Regions from separate parts of the Mus musculus genome. Here region 1 is linked to region 2. Evidence: chromatin contacts called from public Hi-C data. All regions are on one chromosome and are shown on one strand. Each heading gives the region's core, a stretch centred on a gene start, on an enhancer-like site or on the middle of the called end of the contact. The rest is flanking DNA. Distances are from core to core; before and after follow the strand shown.

Evidence for each region. Hi-C and Micro-C count contacts between places; a contact is called where the count stands out from the background.
Region 1: a Hi-C map of liver shows a contact between it and region 2, with 1.5 times the contacts expected there. The contact joins the enhancer-like site here to the promoter of Tmem169 in region 2. A contact is called at or near these places in 1 of 39 promoter capture datasets (macrophages), 1 of 484 Hi-C or Micro-C datasets (liver), 1 of 115 datasets of contacts at active chromatin or transcription factors (embryonic stem cells) and 1 of 9 other capture datasets (adipose tissue).

Annotation. Positions count from the first base shown.
Region 1 is chr1:72,333,338-72,336,671 of GRCm38.p6, reverse strand. Xrcc5 (X-ray repair complementing defective repair in Chinese hamster cells 5) reads right to left here. Exons shown (of 21, transcript NM_009533.2): 10 at 1,974-2,036. Among named protein-coding and RNA genes, the nearest start is that of Xrcc5, 28 kb to the right of the region's middle. Within about 2 kb of position 1,596, at least 7 of the 459 cell types and tissues checked have an H3K27ac peak or open chromatin away from gene starts, as enhancers often do. A contact at or near this core is called in liver, where this site is marked.
Region 2 is chr1:72,282,998-72,286,077 of GRCm38.p6, reverse strand. It overlaps Tmem169 (transmembrane protein 169), which reads right to left and starts at 1,705. Exons shown (of 3, transcript NM_175564.4): 1 at 1,612-1,705. Pecr (peroxisomal trans-2-enoyl-CoA reductase) reads left to right here and starts at 1,757. Exons shown (of 8, transcript NM_023523.6): 1 at 1,757-1,985. The coding sequence starts at 1,862. It overlaps Gm51631 (a long non-coding RNA gene), which reads left to right. Exons shown (of 3, transcript XR_003947863.1): 3 at 1,330-1,580.

The sequences.
Region 1 (3,334 bases), core at 347-2,846, 51 kb before region 2:
CACCAATATCTAACCCCAGAATGATCTCAAGTAACCAAGGAGAGACAGCTTGCCCTTTGTTTGGATATACTGACTAACTGCAGAACAGCCAGCTCTAACCTTGGGACTAACTTTACCTAGGAACTTCCACCGCTCACTCATCAGAGCTGACCGAGACCCTAGAGCACTGAAAGTGCCAATAAGGAATCATTCATAAGAGTTGCACAGGTTTCCTGGTCCTAATAAACCCCAAACCCTCCTCCATCACCCAACCACACCGGCTACCACTGTCATCCCATGGGCCCGAGATACGGTCCTAGTCCTTATTCCAAACACAAGATGCTTCATCAGAAACTTGTCTCTGCACTTTCGTTTGACTTTGACAACAGAAGCTAGTTACGTATATGACAAATTTGATTTGCAGCTCAGGTACCTCAATATAGCTCTGCAGCAGAACTCTCAAGAAGTCACTGGGATTTCCTTCGTGGAAAAAAAACAAAAACAACAACAAAACAAAAATAAACAAACAAAAAAACCAAGTGGGAGTTATGTCCACAGCTGGAGTTCAAAAAGTTTAAAACTATAGAACACACCAGACCAGAGCAGCACAGTTTCTAAGGCTGGAGTTAGGAGAACATCACTAGCTAGAATTCTCAAGTGTGAAGTCATCTATGTGTTGTAGTGAACTCACCCCCTCACACCCAGGAGAGGGGAAGGCAAGCGTCTTCTCCTGATGTTAACTGTTCTCAGACACTGACATGACCACCTCCTAGGTGAGCAGCCAGCCATGTTCCAGAAGCATGGGGAAAAAAGGTCATCAATGCAATCAATTGTTCACATTTTCTAATGCAAATACCTCTGAATTTAGAAGCCTGCTTCAGCTGGTTTAACACTCTGTACTGGAGTCAACACACCAACGAAACATTGAGTGCTGACTTAATATTTCAAAAAGAAAATGTGCAGAGTTGGGAATGGGTGGGTAGGGGAGTGGTGAGGAGGGTATGGGGGACTTTTGGGATAGCACTAGAAATGTAATTGAGAAAAATACGTAATAAAAAAAAAGTTTCCTTTTAATGAGAAATACTATGTAAAATACATTTATATACTGCATTTACAATGTGAACCAGGACAAACAGCAAAGAATATCCCCATTTCTAGTATTATAGGGATTATTTGCAGTATGAGTTTATGCATTATTCCTATGAAATTAGAAAACCAATTAATTGTAAACTTGTATCACATTCAGAAAATCTACTCAATGTGGGAGCTACTATATATATGTTCTAATTTTGCTTGGAGAGAGAGGGGTACATTGCTTCTTTCAATATCCCTATGCTCACATGGCTTCTATTGTTAAAAATGATATACTTATTAAAAGATGATAACAAATGAAAAAAAAACAAAAAAGAAAAAAAAAGAAAATGTGCAGAGAGCAAAGCGTGAGTGTAGGTTGTGAAAGTCAGAGTTGTTAGCCAGGGATAAACAGGCCTGACGACAGAAAACCTTAAGAACGTGGGAAACCAGGGAAATCGCCCACAGATCAGGAGCGCTTCTCCAGGTCCACACACCATACTAATGCTCGGTGTTCATGAGAGACGAAGGCCAATCTGAACCAAAACTACTTAACAGCCGACACCTACACCTAAGTCAAGCTGGTCAGGGGTTGTTGTGCAATACTATGACCTCGGGCATTACGTTGAAGCTAAAACAAACTCGTTTATCATCTCCCCATTTTTAGAGTTAAAGGTTGGTGACTTTCCCACAGCTGTTGCAAATGCACACCTTTAACCCCATCACTTGGGAGCCAAAGGCTGATGATTTCCTAGTTCAAGGTCAGCCAATCTACAAAGCGAGTTCTAGGACAGCCATGGCTACACAGAGAAAGCCTGTTTCAAACAAACAAACAAACAAACAAACAAAGGCTATAAACAGCCCACTTTCCCAAAATAACAGTTCAGTTTGTAGCACTGTCTCAAAGCTCCAACCCAACTCACCTCATCATCCTTTGCTGCAAAGACCTTTAGAACTTGATGTCCCATGAAGAATCTTCTATGAACCTACAAGAGCATGGGAGAGAGAAAACGCGTTTTGAAATATGCACCACTGTAAGGTCACATGTTGCTAAATGTCTGCTCAGAATGTTCTTACTGGAAAACAGCAAGAGCAACTGGAAACAACCGAGTACTTGAAGCTCAACTACATGAGCACCTAACGCATGGCCTGTATTGTCCTATATGGTATGCAGTGAGACAGAGGAGTGAGCAGGATATAACCATGCTCCTCAAAAGCCTCAATAGCTGTGTGATTAAATGCAATGCTGGGTTACAGTCCAACACAGGGCACTGCACTAGCCTGTGATGGTTTCAGAAGAGTACGTAAAAACTGACCAAGACTTGGGAAGTAGAAACTAACCAAAAGGAAAATGTAAAGGCTGGAGAGCTAGCTCAGCTGTTCAGAGCACTTGCTGCTCTTACCAAGGGTATCAGTCGTGCACGATGCCCATTCATACATGTAGACAAATCACTCACACACATAAAAATACATCTTGAAAAAGGAAAATGTAAAGCAAGGTCTATGCACTGGCTCCAGAGCAGACATCACAGCGACCGCAATCTGGAGTGACGGGAACAGAGTATGTGTTCATTGGTCCTGCTTTTAGAACAATGCCGGGGCACAGCACAAGGGGACAGGTAAAAAATGAGCGATTACAAAGACTGTCTCCAAAAGTCTCTTAGGAATGATGTCCTCAGGAGATGGGACAAGCCTCTAATGTACTGCAGACGACAAAGAAAGCCAACTCTGAGCAGACCCGGGGCAGGGAAACTACGTACGGCTGGTGCCTCCGCGCTCCTGAAATGCAGTCAAGGTCACAGAACTCTACCAATACCTGCCTAGAAAATGAACGTTAACGCTCCTGAAATCGCAGCCCCTACACCCGTCCACCAAGCTCTGGCTCTCACTGCCTGTGGAGCCTGGCGCTTTTCTAGAAGGACGTGCCATGTGTGGCTCTGGGCAGCATTTCTCATCTGCTTTTCCCTCGCACTCTTTCCTCTGAAGCCTGGAAACAAGGAGCACGTTACAGCAGCTGATAGCTCAAGCACACAGAGCTGCAAAGGTGTGAGGTCCACACGTCCCTCACTTCCACTTCTAGTCCCAGCTGAAAACCACTATGCGAAGGCATACAAGAATAACCCTACACTGCCAGTACAGCAGATCGAGAGATCCCCTTACCCTGATAGAAATTATAACAGTCCTTGACTTATTCAAAAACTAGCTAATGAGGGAGCTGGAGAGATGGCTCAGCAGTCAAGAGCCACAATGCTCTAGCAGAGCCTCAAACTTTGGTTCCCAGCAC
Region 2 (3,080 bases), core at 456-2,955:
ATCTCCTCTGGCTTCAACAGGAACACACATACACACACAAATACACCACACACACACACACACACACACACACACACACAAAAGAATTATTTTTAAAAAGAGGTTACAGTGGTGCCATTTTTTAATGTGTTCATGATCACATAACTGACATAAACAGACGGCTACCAGAGCTCTTGATGGACTTCCCAGACAAAAACAGCCAGAGAGCTTTAGCTCTTCCTTTCTGCGTGCTGGTTGGAATCCATCAGCAGCTAAGCTGGAGAGGGAAGTGCTTCTAAAAAGAGGTCAGAGAAGGCCAGGGAGGTGGAGGGCCTAGAGGTGCTCTCAGAACTGCAGTCTGGCTGGTGCGAGAGACCCAGTGTCTAACTTCACTTCTCTCTGTGAATTTTTTAAGTAGTGGCTCCAACCGCCACCTCCCCAAACAGACACAAATGGCATTTGTTGACTGGAAAAGGGAAAACAGAGCACCCCCGGCAAAGTTAGAAAGACTGTTGTCCTGGATTAAGACCAATGACCTAGCATAGTCCGACATAAGGAAAGAGATAAACAGAAAAGAGCTAAGAGGGCAAGGCTGCTGCTGCTGCGCTTGATGATGGGGTTCAATCCCTGGTGGCACCCATACGGTACAAGAAGAGAACTGACTCCTGCAATTCGTCTTCTCACACACACACACACACACACACACACACACACACACACATATGTAATGTTAATTTTTAAATGAACAAACAGAAGGGCAGGGCATGGTATCCCATGCCTTTAATCCCAGCATTCAGTAGGCAGAGGCAGGGGGAATCTCTTAAGTTCCAGGCCAACCTGATCTACATAGTGAGTTCCAGGACAGCCAGGGCTATAGAGAGAGAGACCTTGTCTCAAAAAAAAATTAATAATAATAATTAATTCAAAACAAACAGAATGTGAACAATAAATTGTTCCTTGGAACCAACTGGGAGCTGATAAGTTCCTTGCTGAAGGTAGGAGCTAAAAGGCAGGTTCCAAAACCATAAACCTAGAAATGAATCTTACAAGAACCATGCAACGATTCATCTTTATCTGCTGCTATATAACCCAGATGAAACGGACCAGGTCTCAAATCTATGGAAGGGTGCTTTTTTTTTTCATTTCTGGGTGGGGCACTGAGAATGAGGTGAGGGTGGCCTAAAATCATTTTGTTTAATCATTCATTATTTAGGCTCTGTGGATAACTGCAACTGTGTGCCCTCTCCTGCCCCACCCCCTCCTCCCTTTCGACTCCCTCCCTGAAGAAGAAGGGATCTGGGACCTGGATGGCTTCCCTTCAGCTAACCTAAGCCTTTCCCCACTTCCTAGCCCTCTGCACACAGCTGCTGAAGCCCAGACAGCCAGATGTCTGTTGCAGATCGGTACTGCGAGGGCCCAGACCTGCAGCCTTTCTCTACACAGATGCTCTGGAGATGTAATTTTAATTAACGGTGGGAGCTATGGCCCCAAGGATTGGATTTTCAGAACAGAAAATATCCTTCCCATTTCGTTCTTTCTCACTCTCTTTTCATTCCTCTGTCGTTTCCCCCCAATGTCACCGACATTTAAAAATAAATATGAAAAAAATCGAACGAGGAGTCTCACCCACACCTTCACTGGGACCCAGGAGGGAAGCTGAGGATGCAGACGGCTGCGGGCGGCCGCCAGGAGCGGTCCAGCTCTGGGAGGAGGCCTAGCGCGCCGCGAAGGCGGGGCCTGGGCGGGGCCTGAGGCGGGACCACGCGGACTTAGGGGCGGGGTCTGTTTGGTTACGTGGCCAAGGACTGCTACTAATAGAGCTACTTCTGAGGAACACGTGGTCTAGCTTTAGCAAGAACTCAGAGACAGACACTTTGTGGCCATGGGCTCTTGGAAGACTGGTCAGAGCTACCTAGCGGCCGGGTTGCTGAAGAACCAAGTGGCCGTGGTCACCGGCGGGGGCACAGGCATTGGAAAAGCCGTCTCCCGGGAGCTCCTGCACCTGGGTACGTGAGCAGGCCTCTGGGGCTGGGCTAGTGTCCGCAGAGGTCCAGCTCGGGTAAACTGGGTTCAGAGACAGAGGGGAGTGCTGGCGGACCGGGAAGAGGTTGCAAAGCTCCGGTCTGCAGAGCTGAGCAATGAGGGAAAACGAAATAACAGAGGTTTTATTCCGAATAGCCGAGAAATGTTGAGAGGCCCTGATCAGATTTTCTTCTCACGTCCCCTGTGCTAAAAGCAAGAAAAAGGAAAAGTTATTAAACTTAGAATGATCACGTAAACACACGCACAAGGAAGCCATCAAGAAGAAAATAGTTACATTTAATATTTAAATATGTGAGAATGTGCATCTTCTTTGGGTTTACTTTTTTTTGTTATTTTGTTTTGTTTTTTTTGTTTTTTTCTAGACAGGGTTTCTTTTTATTAGCCCAGGCTGTCCTGGAATTCACTTTGTAGACCAGCTGGCCTCGAACTCAGAAATCCGCCTGCCTCTGCCTCCCGAGTGCTGGGATTAAAGGCGTGCGCCACCATGTCCGGGTTTTGGGTTTACTCTTAACCCAAAGCAAACTGTTCCCAGGTGGTGGTGACATATGACTTTAATTCCAGCACTCAAGAGGCAGAGACAGGTGGATCTCTGTGAGTTTCAGGCTAGCCTGGTCTACAGATCGAGGTCCAAGTCAGTCGAGGTTTCACAAAGAAACCCTGCCTCGAAGATGTGGGTAAGAAGGAAGAGTGCAAAGTTTATAAAGGCATATTTGAAAAGTATTTCCAACACGACGCTTGTATTGTGCAAAGAGCTTTGACAAGTAGATTTTTTTTAAAGATTTTTAAAATTTTATTTTATGTATATGAGTACACTGTAGCTGTCTTCAGACACACCAGAAGACAGTATCAGATCCCATTACAGATGGTTGTGAGCTACCATATGGTTGCTGGAAATTGAACTCAGGACCTCTGGAAGAGCAGACAGATCTCTTATCTGCTGAGCCGTCTCTCCAGCCCTGACAAGTAGATTTTTAAAAATCTGACATCAAGTGGAACAAATGAGAAATGATTTGGCCTTGACATTCCATGCTGAACTAACACAAGAAATAAATACATGG